3 separate regions of the Mus musculus genome follow, and all the other regions are linked to region 3. A link is a contact called in public HiChIP or PLAC-seq and promoter capture Hi-C data. All regions are on one chromosome and are shown on one strand. The core of a region is the stretch at or near the end of the contact, and the rest is flanking DNA. Distances in the headings are between cores, read along the strand shown. Region 1 has its middle 4.3 kb from the start of Gm39858. Region 2 overlaps Gm50595. Region 3 holds the start of Ttc30b (tetratricopeptide repeat domain 30B).

Region 1 (4,844 bases), core at 890-3,389, 300 kb before region 3:
TCTCAACCACACAGGGGTCTCAGCCACACAGGGGTCTCAGCCACACAGGGGTCTCAGCCACACAGGGGTCTCAGCCACACAGGGATAGCTCATTGAGCACTGGCCCCAGGACTGACCGGTCAGGGCCACAGACCAAACACGGGAGCTGACTGCACCCAGGAGCAGACTCCTACAGAGCTTTTAAGCCTGAAATCCACAAACATCTGTGCCAAGTTATTCCACCAATTAGGATTTAGGGATAGGGGATTTCCTTCGGAATGTGTCTTTATTCTTCCCATTGGTTGGAGTGTGGCAGGGGACTTACCTTGTCTAACATTCATGTCTTAATTTGCCAACCAGGATCTCAGTTACCCAGGTACATGAGCCTTTCTGCTTAGTAGGTTATCCATTCCCAGGGAGGTCTTGGGAACCTAAATTTTACTTGACCCCTACTCAAAATGGCTTCTTATATTGGTGCAGGTGTCTCTCTTATGGGGTCCATCCCAGGGGCAGCTTACAAAGACAAAACCATAAAAGCTTACACATAGGTAGAGGAAGTGTTGCCAGCTGGTTGGTACAGGTACAGGTTGGTACAGGTCCAAGCCTATTGTGGCTAATTATACAAAGCAGTTCTAACTGACCTCAGTTGTGATTGGTTTCCAAGAACACCAAAGCGCCCGGCCAGATTACCATTTTAAACAGGTTTTTGTTTTTTTGTTTTTTGTTTTTTTTTTCCAGAGCCCAGCCTGCAAGATGCTGTAGCCAAGCACTCCTCTGGCTTCAGATTTGAGACATAATCACCTGTCTTCTGGCTCACGAGTTCAAAACCCACTCTCACCTTCTCAACCCCTGCCACCAGGCTCCTATGCCTGTCTCCCTTTTTCGGGGTTTAAAGAAACAGAAAGTTGCACCTCTCCTGCTGCCACCTGCTGGGCTATGGTGGCACATGGCCAGGGGCAACACACAACTGGGACTCACATGCCAGGAAAAAGGACCTGACCATCCGTGGTGTGGATTCAAGGGCAGATGGAGCAGGCAGCTGGCAGTGGCAGTGGGACAGGCCAGGTGTGAATGGCGTCTGGACAGGAAGGATCCTCTAGGCAAAGTTAAATTCTCTGAGCAGACTAACTGCATGTAACTGTTGCCTGTCACCTCAGTTACAATACAAAGCTACAGAACCTAAAACTACTAGAGTAATGGGTGGAGTCTTGCTGCTGATGTATCCTGAGACAATACAGTTCACCCAAAACTTAGAATTGTCATGCTTAGCTGGGCAGTGGTGGCGCACGCCTTTAATCCCAGCACTTGGGAGGCAGAGGCAGGTGGATTTCTGAGTTCAAGGCCAGCCTGTTCTACAGAGTGAGTTCCAGGACAGCCAGGACTGCACAGAGAAACCCTGTCTCAAAAAACAAAAAAAAAAAAAGAAGAAGAAGAATTGCTTTTTTTGGTTTGAATTTTAAATGCTTGTTCTTCCCCAATAACAAGAATATCTAAAAATAATGTTCTTGCTTTTAATTCAAAATGTTTACAGATTGCAAATGATGAATACTGACATATCTAAACATTTCTCTCTTTTTGTAAACTTAAAACTTCTTTTAAGTTTCAGAAAATCATTGTGGATCTACCTCCCAAAGGTCAAATGGACTGCATTAACAACTATTAGTTAATCTTCAACTAAGAAAAATAAGACCATCTACTTATTTTTCACAGACAAGCTGTTACTGCCTAATCCAGATACATAATTAACATGGCATTTCCTTTCTCAGCCACTTTAAGCAGATGACATAAAAGATCTCCAGCTCTTCCCTCTGCTTTCCTTACTGCAACACAGTAAGGAAACACACTTTTTTTTTTTTTTTTTTTTGAGACAGGGTTTCTCTGTATAGTCCTGGCTGTCCTGGAACTCACTTTGTAGACCAGGCTGGCCTCGAACTCAGAAATCCGCCTGCCTCTGCCTCCCGAGTGCTGGGATTAAAGGCGTGCACCACCACGCCCGGCTAAGAAAACACACTTAAAGGGTGCCAGGCCAGGATTAAGATTCCCTCCAACACCTCCCCCCACCTCGCCCCTCCTCCCCCCCTTTGCCTTCTCCTTAGGCACCTATCCCACCCAGCACAGGAGAGGAGCTTGTGAGTGAAGCTGGAGAAAAGAGGAGACCTTGTCTCAAAGGAGCACTGGGCTGAAGAGAGGGCTCAGTGGTTATGGTCTTTTTCAGAGAACCCTGGTTCTTCAAATCCTGAAGAATGAAAAATTACTGGCCTCTTGTGAGAACATGAACTTTCACCTCGGAGCCCACCCCCTCCCATCTGGAAAACATACTTGAGAAAAAACATTTTCTGGAACAACCACAGAATGTTTCAACAGGCCAGATGTATTGCCAAACACAGGATATGACTCTTTGGTTGAGTAAATTTGTGGTTGTTAAACTTCCCCTATTCCCTCCCCATTCCCCCTCCCAGTTTGTGGTTTTTTCCTTTAAAAGCTTGTGAAAATTTTAAGTCGTCGTCGAGACTCCTCTACCCTGTGCAAAGGTGTATGAGTTTCGACCCCAGAGCTCTGTGTGCTTTCTGTTGCTGCTTTATTTCGACCCCAGAGCTCTGGTCTGTGTGCTTTCATGTCGCTGCTTTATTAAATCTTACCTTCTACATTTTATGTATGGTCTCAGTGTCTTCTTGGGTACGCGGCTGTCCCGGGACTTGAGTGTCTGAGTGAGGGTCTTCCCTCGAGGGTCTTTCATTTGGTACATGGGCCGGGAATTCGAGAATCTTTCATTTGGTGCATTGGCCGGGAATTCGAAAATCTTTCATTTGGTGCATTGGCCGGGAAACAGCGCGACCACCCAGAGGTCCTAGACCCACTTAGAGGTAAGATTCTTTGTTCTGTTTTGGTCTGATGTCTGTGTTCTGATGTCTGTGTTCTGTTTCTAAGTCTGGTGCGATCGCAGTTTCAGTTTTGCGGACGCTCAGTGAGACCGCGCTCCGAGAGGGAGTGCGGGGTGGATAAGGATAGACGTGTCCAGGTGTCCACCGTCCGTTCGCCCTGGGAGACGTCCCAGGAGGAACAGGGGAGGATCAGGGACGCCTGGTGGACCCCTTTGAAGGCCAAGAGACCATTTGGGGTTGCGAGATCGTGGGTTCGAGTCCCACCTCGTGCCCAGTTGCGAGATCGTGGGTTCGAGTCCCACCTCGTGTTTTGTTGCGAGATCGTGGGTTCGAGTCCCACCTCGCGTCTGGTCACGGGATCGTGGGTTCGAGTCCCACCTCGTGTTTTGTTGCGAGATCGTGGGTTCGAGTCCCACCTCGCGTCTGGTCACGGGATCGTGGGTTCGAGTCCCACCTCGTGCAGAGGGTCTCAATTGGCCGGCCTTAGAGAGGCCATCTGATTCTTCTGGTTTCTCTTTTTGTCTTAGTCTCGTGTCCGCTCTTGTTGTGACTACTGTTTTTCTAAAAATGGGACAATCTGTGTCCACTCCCCTTTCTCTGACTCTGGTTCTGTCGCTTGGTAATTTTGTTTGTTTACGTTTGTTTTTGTGAGTCGTCTATGTTGTCTGTTACTATCTTGTTTTTGTTTGTGGTTTACGGTTTCTGTGTGTGTCTTGTGTGTCTCTTTGTGTTCAGACTTGGACTGATGACTGACGACTGTTTTTAAGTTATGCCTTCTAAAATAAGCCTAAAAATCCTGTCAGATCCCTATGCTGACCACTTCCTTTCAGATCAACAGCTGCCCTGCCTCCCACTCCAACTCCAGAGAGCAGCCAGCGGGTCACAGTGGTCCCGCCCATGAACCTGGAGCCTAGGGAAAAATGAGCTCGGAAATCCGGAGCAAATGAGGAGTGGTCCCTGAGAAGTCAGTGGCCTAAATGTTGTGGCTGCTGAAGCAAAAGAAGAGGAGGCTGTTCGAGTAGCCGGCCAAGAGCGCCGCGGGTTCCCAGGCAGCTTCTCATTCCCCTGTCCCTCCCATCCCGTCTCTTGTTAACAGAAAAACTGCTTTCACTTTGAGATATGAGTGGCCCGATACAGCCAGCTGTGAGAGCTGTACTCCCTTCCCTGCCCCACGTGTTTTCTCTTCTCAGGCGACCCCTCCCTGAGCTGCTGGCAGTGAGTCTGTTCTAAGCTCCAGTGAGGGAGGCATCCGCCCACTTGGGGCTTCTGTCCAAGGTAAGGAGCACCTGTGAGTCTAACTGCCAGGCTCTGATGGGGGTCTCGTCTCTGTGGGACTAGAAAGTGTCCCAACAATCTGACCAAGGTAACAGGAAGTTAAGACAAAGACAGAGACCAAAGTCAGAATCAGAGCTGTGCTGTGAGACAAAAAGATAAAAAAAATAAAATGCTGGCCACAAAAGTCAGGAAAACTAGAAAACTTAGATAGTACCTGGCAACAAAAGAAAGCTTTTGGCTAAAGATCAACGTGTATACTGTAAAGAAAATGAGCACTGGGTGAGAGACTGCCCCAACAAAAAGAAGAGGAGCCCCCCTCATGACCAAACCCTTCACCTGTTCGTGGCTAAAAGTAAAGAGATAACAAAAGGGGTGCTAACACAGAAGCTGAGTCCTTAAAAGAGTCCGGTGGCCTACCTGTTGAAGCAGCTAAAAAAGAGACTGTGTTTCATACTCCTCCACTGACCAGTGCAAAACAAGCTAAAAAGTTCCTGGGCACTGCGGGCTTTTGCAGATTGTGGATTCCAGGTTTTGCTGAGTTAAAGAGATAAACAGCCCTTCGTATAGAAAAATAAAAAACAACCTTGGATGTCCTTGGATGCTATTGAGACTGCCCTAATGTTGTCCCCAGCTATGGGACTCCTAGATGTGACTGAGAACAAAGGTATTGCCAAAGAAGTTCTTACTCAGAGATTGGGACCCTGAAAA
Region 2 (5,127 bases), core at 2,130-4,629, 320 kb before region 3:
CTCGTCTTTATGAGAGGCAGAGGCGGTTGGATCTCTATGAATTCAAGGCCAGCCTGGTCTACAGAGCAAGTTCCATGACAGCCAGGACTACACAGAGAAATCCTGTCCCGAACAAAAACAAAAGGCAAAACAACAATAACAACAAACAAAACAACAAACGCTAAACCCTCTGGAAGAATGCCAGTGTTCCCAACTGGCTTCTCTCCTACCTCCAAAGACAGTCTTTCTAAATTCAACTCCTGTACTATGTCCTAACCAAAGCAGAATGGAGTGAGTTACGCTAAGTACTACATATCAAATTGAAACATTTAATCAGGCAAGACTCCAAACAGAGTCTTAAAAGCAAGACTGAGAGGCAGGGGCTGGAGACACAGCTCAGCAGTAAAGAACACTTGTTGCTCTTCCAGAGGATGAGGGTTCAGATGCAAGCTCATAATTCAAGAGCTCACAGATGGGGCTGGCAAGATAGCTCAGCGGGTAGGAACACCGACTGCTCTTCTGAAGGTCCTGAGTTCAAATCCCAGCAACCACATGGTGGCTCACAACCACCCATAACAAAATCTGACACCCTCTTCTGGCGTGTCTGAAGACATACAGCATACTTATGTATAATAATAAATAAAATCTTTTTTAAAAAAAGAGCTCACAGATGCCTATCATTCGGGCTTCACAAGATCCAACCCCTTCTTCCAGCCTATGTGGGCACCTGCACACACATGGCGGATACATGTGTACACATGAATAAACATTTAAAATAAAGTTTAAAAAAAAACAAACCTGAGCCTTCAGCATAATAGAGTCACCTCCGCTTTATAACCTTGGAGGCAAGGAACTTGGCAATCACTAATTGCATTCTTTAATATGTCCATTTTCCGTTCCAACTTAGAAAAACCAACTTCTGCGGTGCCCAACAGAATACCTCTCCTTTCTTTTCTTTCCTTGTTCCTTTTTGTAGTTCTGGGCAATCAGATCCAGAGCCTTACACACGCTGGCAAGTGCCCCAGCACCGCAGGCCTCACGCTAGCATGGAGACTCCCTTTTCAAAACATTTAGGGGTGGCGCTCTTTAATTACACGTGAAGCATTTAATAAAGCCCACTGGGGTCCCGTGAGCCGGCTCGGTGATAACCACAGTGACAGCCAAAGCTACCCATCAGTTACTTTTCTCTTGATGGGAGAAAGCAATTTTAACCAAAGGAACCTACAGAAAAATAGGTTTTTGGCTATGGTTGTTCCAGAAAGATGAGAATCCATGGTGGTGGGTTGGCATGGCAACAAAAGCAGGCAAGGCTGTAGGTACATGAAGCTAAAAGACCACACTTTTTTTTTTTTTTTTTTTTTTTTTTGGTTTTTCGAGACAGGGTTTCTCTGTGTAGCCCTGGCTGTCCTGCAACTCACTTTGTAGACCAGGCTGGCCTCGAACTCAGAAATCCGCCTGCCTCTGCCTCCCCTAAGTGCTGGGATTAAAGGCGTGCGCCACCACGCCCGGCAGACCACACTTCTAACTGTAAGCAGGAAGCAAAGGAGAAGTGGGGTGAGACTGTAAACTCTCAAAGCCCACCCTCAGTGACTTCCTCCAGCAAGGCCACACCTCTTAAACCTCCCCAGAACAGCACCACCAGCTGGAACCAAGCATTCAAATGCCCGAGCCTGTGGGGACATTGCCCTGCCAAACCCCCATAGCCAGCAACCTGGGTTTGATCCCACAACCTCACAGGGCAAAGGAAAGAGCTGATTTCTGCAAGTTGTTCTGTGGTCCCACATGAGTGCGGTTCCTGTGCATGAGATAAATATAAACATAACGCAATATAACATTTTGTATTGCATGTATTTATAACTGTTGAAGAAACTGTTTTAAGTCCAGTTAGATTTTTAAATTATTTATGACTTGTCATTTGAGAAAGATAACTGTGCTTAGATGAGGACACTGGGGTGGGGACCTCAATATAGGGCCCATGCTGTTTTAAGAAGAAACGCCACCACAACAGAATGCGCTCTCTCGCTTCCTGGTTACCACAAGAGACCCCAGTGGGAGGATGGATGGCTGAAAGATTGAAAGAAATCCTTCACTACGGAATCAAACCCTTCCAGAACCATGAGAAAGAAATGTTCACCTTTTTTTTTAATGTATATGAGTACACACTGTAACTTTACAGATGGTTGTGAGCCTTCGTGTGGTTGTTGGGAATTGTATTTAGGACTTCTGCTCGCTCCTGTCAACCCTACTCGCTCTGGTAGGCCCCAGTGGCTCCAGTTGCCCCTTTCATTCTGGCCCAAAGACTTATTTATTATTATACATAAGTGTAGCTGTCTTCAGATAGACCAGAAGAGGGTGTCAGATCCCTTTACAGCTAAGGTTGTGAGCCACCATGTGGTTGCTGGGATTTAAACTCAGGACCTTTGGAAGAGCAGTCAGTGCTCTTGCCCACTGAGCCATCTCACCAGTCCCAAAATGTTCATCATTTAAGTTACCCAGTCTTGAATCCCAAAAAAGCCAAAACCAGACAGCTGTGCCCAAAGCACGTAGTTTATAGATTTATCCCTAAAATACTGTCTTCCTCCAGCCTTGTTTTGGCTACCTAGCCTCCTGAAATAGGGAAGCAAAGTATAAAATAGGCAGCCAGAAGCCAAAACTCTAACCTAGCAATGCCCAGGAAGAAGTAGAGCTCTAAGAAGAATGACTGTTGACGTTTCTGCTGCTGCTGCTGCTTTATGAGAGACAGTTCCCAAAGTGCAATCTCAGGGAGCCACTAGATCAAGCTGGCGAAGAAAAAGACTTCAGGAGACCACCGCTAATGAGCACCAGGGTGCACAGCTTTGATCCTAATACTTGGGAGACGGAGGCAGGCAGATCTCTGTGAGTTTGAGGCCAGCCTGGTCTGTATTGAGAGTTCCAGGACAACTAGAGCTACATAATGAGATCCTGTCTCAAATTAAACAGATAGATAGACAGACAGACGGATAGATAGATAGATAGATAGATAGATAGACAGACAGACAGATAGATGATAGATAGAGAACTAATGAGCAAAACTAATCAATATAGTTTTCCAACACCATGACTGAAAAAGAACCAAAACATTAATACTTTCAGATATTCAACATAAACTGTAAGTAGTAAAAATTAGTAAAGCCTCTTACGACAAGACGAAGGGATGGAGCAAAAGAGTTACTGCTCTTCAAGTTCTCTCTCTGCTCCTGGCATTTTACGAGGAAAGAAAGAAAATAGCCATCTAAAGCCTATGGTTCAAACCTCCCTGGCGCTGCAGAACCCTCTTTGAAACTGTATTTGACACAAACATGCTCTTTTCCAATAAGGACAGCAGATCTGCTCCAGATGTTTGCCAGTAAATGTCTCACAAGGAGCTGTGTGAGAGGGAGGACCTGGGGCCTGCGGGTTTGCTGCCTCTCTGCGGAGGAGCCCTCCAGCTGCTTTTGCTAGTGCTCAGCTGGGAAAGGGCCATCCATTTCCGTCTGCTGACCAAATGCTCCCTCCCACCCAGCCAGCATGCTGTCCCAAGGATCACAGTCTGAAAACTCAAAGAAAGCAACTTTGTACCTAGACGCTTTGTGATGGTTAGCTCTAAAATTGGTAATCGCTGCCTGTGCTGGATAGTTTTGTCAACTTGTAACGCAAACAAAAGTCGCCTGAGAGGAGAAAGCCTCTGAGAGGAGAAACTGCTTCCAAGAGATCAGGCTGGAGGCAGAGCTGTAAAGCTGTTTCTTAATTAGTTATAAGCTGGGGAGTACCCGTTGTATGTGCTGTCATCCATAGACGAGGTTCTATAAGAAAGCAGGCTGAGCAAGCCATCAGAAACAAGCCAATAGGCAGCACCTCTCCATGGCTTCTGTACCTGCCCCTTCCTCAAGGTTCCTGTCCTGTTTGAGTTCCTGTCCTGTCTTCCAATGGTGATGAACTACTCTGAGAAATATAGGCAAAATAAACCCTTTCCTCTTACTTTTGGTCATGGTGTTTCATCACAGCAATAATAACCCTAAACAAGACAGACACTGCTTATGAATACTAAAATATCCTGTTTTCCAAATCCTAGAATCCTATTAAATACTCTAGGAATTTAGTAACCAGCAATAGATAGCTTTTCCAATCCATTTAAATATCATCTTGACCTTCAGGCCATGACATGTTCAATGTGTATTTCATATACGTGTTCCCTCAAATTCAGAGCATTATACAAAATTCTAAAGAGGGCACACGGATTAATTCTTTAAAACTTGTTCTTAGAAGGGCTGGAGAGCCAGGCGGTGGTGGTGTACACCTTTAATCCCAGCACTTGGGAGGCAGAGGCAGGCAGATTTCTGAGTTCCAGGCCAGCCTGGTCTACAGAGTGAATTCCAGGAGAGCCAGGGCTACACAGAGAAACCCTGCCTCAAAAAACCAAAAAAAAAAAAAAAAAAAAAAAAAAAAAAGGGCTGGAGAGATGACTCCGTGGTTAAGAGAATTGACTGTTCTTCCAGAGGACCCAGGTCCAGGTTTCATTCCCAGCAACCACAGAGTGGCTTACAACTGTCAGTAACTCCAGTTCCAAGGGTCCCAGTGACCTCTTCTGGTATCAGGCATGCACGGTACACAAACACACATGCAGGCTAAACACTCATGAATGTAAAATAAGATAAAAATAAAAATTGTGTTGTTGGGGTGAAGGTAAAGATTCAGCTGGACAGTGTGATTGGCATTCATGGGTTTGAAACTGGGTACAGAAAAAAATTTCCTTCAAGTTGTAAAATAACATATAGATGTTATCTTTTGTTTGTTTGTTTGGTTTGGTTTTAGTTTTTGGTTTTGGTGTATTGAGACAGGGTTTCTCTATGTAGCCCTGTATGTCCTGGAACTCACTCTGTAGACCAGACTGGCCTCAAACTCATAAGATCCACCTGCCTCTGCTTCCCAAGTGCTGGGATTAAAGGCGTGTGCCACAACCGGACTCTGACATTCTTGCTTCCTCCTTTTCTCTCTGTCCCACATTCGTCCTCTATTTCCTTCACAGCCTTACTACAAAAACTGTAGAAAGTACAGAGCTGTTCAGCCTGACTGAGAAAGGAATTTGTACAAAAGAACAGGGACTCGTAAGACTTTCCAGTTACCAACCTCAAAATGAAGGAAGTAGGT
Region 3 (4,981 bases), core at 1,113-3,612:
TTAGTGTCTGGTCCCTGGATAACATAATAGCAAAGGTTGTCCAAGATACATCAAAACCAAACAAAAATGGAGAAAACATGATAGAAACAACATCTTTCTCAGTTTTAAAAGTTCCAAAGTACTTTCTAGGGCCTGGGTTCTTACACAATCTCACTTGACAGGATTTAAAAGTGCAGGTTATATCGAATAGTGCTTTTGTTACACTAAAGTGTACAAAGTCTCACAAGTAGCAAATACAAATAGCAAAAGCTAGATACAGGAAAAACTGAAAATGTACATAGAAAGTCATCATGATACAAATTGTCAGCGGTAATTACACATTCCATCCAATTATCTCATAAATCAGAGCCCTCAACTTTCTTGATTCATATGTGACTGTATTCTTCCCAGTGTGCATTCTTTCTTCCTCCAAGGGCTGTTCTATAACAGCTGGAATGTTTCTACCATAAAGTTCACAGTGCTCTAGAAACTGCACACATTCTTGAATGACACTGTCCCTTAGCATAATTGTGTGCTTTGACATGTTCTCTAGTAAGGACAGGAAACATCTCTTGGCATAATACCATGTATCGGTGCCTAGCTTTTTATGGTAAGGCTCCAGGCTTTTGATAACCCGAGAGATGCCAAAGTCATAGTTTCCTTTGGCACAATACAGAGTTCCTATCACCAAATTCACAATGCAAAGGTGGTAGATTTTCTTGTCTGGGTCACCATAAGAGAGTTGTTCCTCCTCCTTCTCAATCTTCCTCATGAGCTCCTCAGCTTCCTCATTTTGACTTGTCATGATATAGGAAACACAGAGGTTGGCTAACACAATAGCACTGACACTCAGGATGTTATCATAATTCTTCTTGACAATGGGCTCATAGAAACCAATGGCCTCTTTGTACTTGTTCTCCTGCATGAAGAGGACATGGGCCACATTCAGCTTCCACACATCATGGTCATTACAGAATTCCACAGATTTGCGGAAGATCTTCTCCACCATTGGGTAATTCTCAAAGTTCCAGTAGATTTTTGCCTGGGCCATCAGTACAGGAATATACTTCTCAAGAGTTTCATCATATTCATTCACAGCCTTTTTGGCAGATTCATCATCTCTACTATGCCTTGAATCCTGTACTTGTATGGTGAGTTTCCGGAGCTGCTCAGTCAGCATGCCAGCCAACCCATCAAGTTTAATGAAAGCCTCTTCAGGAGCTGTCTGGCAAGTGATCATGGCATCCAAGAAGTCATAGAGATAGGGTGTGAGGAACTTGTAAGTCAAGTGGGCATTTTCTGCCAGGACATCAGCTGCCAGGTCAAAATACTCATATTTACAGTAGAGCAGCAGCAGGTTGCCAAAGGTCTCTGGGGGGAAGGGGTTCTGCTGGAGCAGAAACTGGAGCTTTTCAAAGCCCTCTGTGGGCTTGGCATCCATGTTCATCAGAGCCTGGTTGTGGAGGGTTACGGGGTCCAGCTCTTCCTCTGCTCTGGGTGGCATGTCAGTGAGGGCTTCCTGGGCTGCCTCGTAGTTTCTCAGCTGGTACTCTATGGCTGCCTTGAGGTTGAAGGCTTCGACCAGAGCAGTCTGGTGAAGGACTATAGTGTTGCCAACACTGCGAACATCAATGCCCTCCGTGGTCATGCCCACACCGAGTTCTGGGTGTTGACGGATGCCACGCTCAATGATGTCAGCGATATGCTTCAGAGCAGGCGCGTACTGCCGACTGCTGTAATAGGCCAAAGCCAAGTTGTAGGAAAGGTCAGGCTGGTAGCCAGAAGCCTGCAGGGCCGCTAAGAACTTGGAACAGGCAGCTTCATAGTGTCCCTCTTTGTAGAGCAGACAACCTAGGTTGATCTGACCATCATAATCACTCTCCCCTCCACTGTCCTCTACACCTTCCCCACTCAGCAGCTGCTCCACCAGGCTCCTGGCTCCTGGGAGGTCACCTTCACTGTACTTGATAGCAGCCTGGAGACGAAGGACTCGAGTCTGATAGGCGGGGTTGTCCAGGAGGAAGGCGACCCTGGTGGCCTCTGGATACAGGCAGGCCTTGTACAGTGCCTGGGCCTGGTACAGGCGGTACTGCTCGAGTTCCGGGTGCATCTGGCTCAGCTGCTCATAGCACTCTGCAGCGAGCTCGAACTCCTGCAGGCGGTAGTAGCAGTAGGCCAGCAGCGACAGCCCTGCGCGGCTGCGGGAGCTCCTCTGCAGCTCTGCGCTCAGCAGCTGCACCGCCTCTGAGTAGCGGGAGTCGCGGATGAGCCTGTACACCACTGCTGTGAACTCACCGTCGGGGATCTGTGAGCTGCTCAGCCCTGCCATATTCACCTAGCTTGTTTTGCATCCTGGTTTCCAAGGCAATAGGCCAACCGGAAACGGAAGCTGTTCAGCGGCAAGTATCCAACGGAAGTGTCTTGTGGATAAAAGCGAATCACCGACACGTTTCTATCAATTTCTGGATATGTTTTTAAACACTCTAGACTGTGGGGAAGCAATTGGGCTTGGTCTGGAAAATTTTCTAGGTAGTTCAGAGAGGGATATTCCACGTCCCGGCCTACATCGCTTCCGTTATCGCCCTGCATCCTGGGAAATGTAGTTTTTCCTCTTTGACGTTTTACAGTAATTGGAGTCTCTGCCTTTTCTCTGGGATCGGGATCTTGTTTCTATTGCTTTGATTGCTTCTTTGTTGGCACTGAAGTAAAGTTTTCTTGTGAAGGTCCCCCGGGATGCAGAAAATTCGCTGTTCTTTGAGGGTTCGAGTTGCTTGGCAATGGTGACGAAATGGGAATGAGGGCCGTCTCTGGACTTCAGGAATTCTAGTATATTCTTGCCAGCTGCTCTGACGCCCACTTTTTGAGAACGTTGTTAAGCAAGGGCCGGCAGTCCGTATTTTATTCTGTATCAAGAGGTGACGAGAGGGGGAAGGAGAGTCTGAATTGTAACTGGTGCTGTTTTAGATTTAAGTACCATTCGCCCTCTGTTTCGTAAATGACCGCTGTTATGAACGTAAATTGGTGCTTGAATTGATGAAGCACACGGCTTTGGTCTTTTCCTTCTTCAAGGAGAAGCCACAAAACTAACATTTTCCCCCTTTCCTATATGCTATTTTTCTCACCCTCTAAGCTCTACCAAACACTACCGTGAGTTTGTTCAAGACGTAATCAGCCTGTGCTTCTCGTGCCTCTGATCTTGTTTTCACGTATGAATCAGCTAGTTAATACATAAATGCTTCGCCAACTCCTTTCCCATACCCAGACTCTTAATTCGAAGCTCTTCAGGCAGTTACTATCTCTCCTTTCCCCCCTGTATGTAGAATGAGTCTCTAGGTTCTGTGTTATTGTTTTGGGGAGGTTATTCTGTATAAATTCAATTTTATTCTAGTATGACAGAGCAGTAAAAAACTACCGACTTATAAGCCGATATTGAATCACTGTTGAAAACCATGTACATAGATTTGACTGACCCTAATGTGTGGGGACATAAATATAATGCTTAGTTAAGCATTTGAGAAGTAACCAAGATAGCAGAATATTAATGTGTTCTTTCCAAATGAAGTAGTGACAAATTGTATGATTTTTCAATAACAAGGCTGTACTTTTAGAGCACGGATCATTTGACGTGGCTCTGGGAGGCACCTGGGAGACTGTTACCTTTTATAGTTTTCCACGATCTCCTCTAGCTACACCCAAGGCAAACAGACCACATGAAGGCATATCTTTGCTTTGTAATTAAGAACTTCAACATGAGGGCATTATATTTTTCTCTTTAATAGAATTGCTACCCATGAATCTTTTTTACCATCAACATATTGCAGCTCATCAACATATTGCAGCCAATATTCACCATATTTCATAGCACGCTGTTAGGCTTCTCACAAACTGCTCATAACTTTACTGAAATCTGTGTGCTGCAGATGAAGACTTTGTGCTTCAGGACAATTAAGTAACCTGCTAAAACCCACATAGGAAAGGGAATGAGCCATGTTATCTTAAAAGTTAAACTCAGAAGAATTAGTGATTAGGAGTTAATTCATATATGAACTCATATTATAGGAAATATTAGAGACTTGCTTTGTAAAGTTTTTTGTTGTTGTTGTTGTTGTTAAAAAATCAAAACAAACAAAACCCAACCAGTCTCATTTGGGTCATAGAAATCTGACCTTTGTGGCTTGCATTGTAACAATGAAAAAGTGTTAGGAAGGAATTACTGGCAAGTAGCCTAGGTTCCAGACACCTGTTACTTCTAGGAAAAGATCCCAGCAGACATTTAAATGCTACAATAGAAACAATATCATTCCTCATATATTCTGCTCAGTAGAACCTGGACAAGATAATTCTGTTTGAATGCCAAGGAAGTGAGAGACTCTACCCCACACTAAATGTAGCTCAGGATCAACAGAGGAAGCTACTGAGGAAAGCAAGTGAAACCACGTCAAGATGTTTGCCCAAGCAAACCTCTGCTGTAGCCCTTTACAGTCCTCAGTGTGGGGTTGAATGTAGGCTGAAGGATGTTATATAACATTGCTCAGTAGTCAGGGATGAGGAGGTCTCCCCCACGCTGGCCGGGTTGACTGTTTTTCTTTGAAAACAATATTCAAAGACTTAATGTTTTAAAGTCTTTACATGTTGTATTAGTCAGGGTTCTCTAGAGTCACAGAACTTATGGACAGTCTCTAGATAGTAAAGGAATTTATTGATGACTTACAGTCGGCAGCCCAATTCCCAACAATGGTTCAGTCGCAGCTGTGAATGGAAGTCCAAGGATCTAGCAGTTACTCAGTCTCACGTAGCAAGCAGGCGAAGGAGCAGGAGCAAGAGCTAGACTCCCTTCTTCCAATGTCCTTATATTGTCTCCAGCAGAAGGTGTAGCTCAGATTAAAGGTGTGTTCCACCACACCTTTAATCCCAGATGAAAAGTTGTAGCCCAGATTAAAGGTGTGTTCCTTAAACTAGGAGATTCAATCTTCTGGAATCCATAGCCACTATGGCTCAAGAT

What was found. Promoter capture Hi-C pulls out the DNA fragments that hold promoters and counts their contacts. HiChIP or PLAC-seq counts read pairs in DNA pulled down with a chosen protein or histone mark.
Region 1: a contact with region 3 is called in a promoter capture Hi-C map of neutrophils, with 3 times the contacts expected there. The contact joins the enhancer-like site here to the promoter of Ttc30b in region 3. A contact is called at or near these places in 4 of 39 promoter capture datasets (cranial neural crest, maxillary cranial neural crest, neutrophils and 1 more) and 4 of 115 datasets of contacts at active chromatin or transcription factors (bone marrow-derived macrophages, embryonic basal ganglia, embryonic stem cells and 1 more).
Region 2: an H3K4me3 HiChIP or PLAC-seq map of embryonic limb bud shows a contact between it and region 3, with 4 times the contacts expected there. The contact joins the enhancer-like site here to the promoter of Ttc30b in region 3. A contact is called at or near these places in 13 of 39 promoter capture datasets (the 3T3-L1 cell line, the HPC-7 cell line, cranial neural crest and 8 more), 2 of 484 Hi-C or Micro-C datasets (cortical neurons and regulatory T cells), 11 of 115 datasets of contacts at active chromatin or transcription factors (bone marrow-derived macrophages, cardiomyocytes, craniofacial prominence and 7 more) and 3 of 9 other capture datasets (adipose tissue, embryonic stem cells and macrophages).

The regions. Positions count from the first base shown.
Region 1 is chr2:75,635,887-75,640,730 of GRCm38.p6, forward strand. No RefSeq gene overlaps it. Among named protein-coding and RNA genes, the nearest start is that of Gm39858, 4.3 kb to the left of the region's middle. Within about 2 kb of position 2,140, at least 42 of the 459 cell types and tissues checked have an H3K27ac peak or open chromatin away from gene starts, as enhancers often do. A contact at or near this core is called in memory CD8 T cells and neutrophils, where this site is marked.
Region 2 is chr2:75,615,517-75,620,643 of GRCm38.p6, forward strand. The region is part of intron 1 of Gm50595; the gene reads right to left. Among named protein-coding and RNA genes, the nearest start is that of Gm39853, 4.7 kb to the left of the region's middle. Within about 2 kb of position 3,380, at least 15 of the 459 cell types and tissues checked have an H3K27ac peak or open chromatin away from gene starts, as enhancers often do. A contact at or near this core is called in embryonic limb bud, where this site is marked.
Region 3 is chr2:75,936,100-75,941,080 of GRCm38.p6, forward strand. Ttc30b (tetratricopeptide repeat domain 30B) reads right to left here and starts at 2,363. Exons shown (of 1, transcript NM_028235.1): 1 at 1-2,363. The coding sequence starts at 2,308. The coding sequence ends at 314.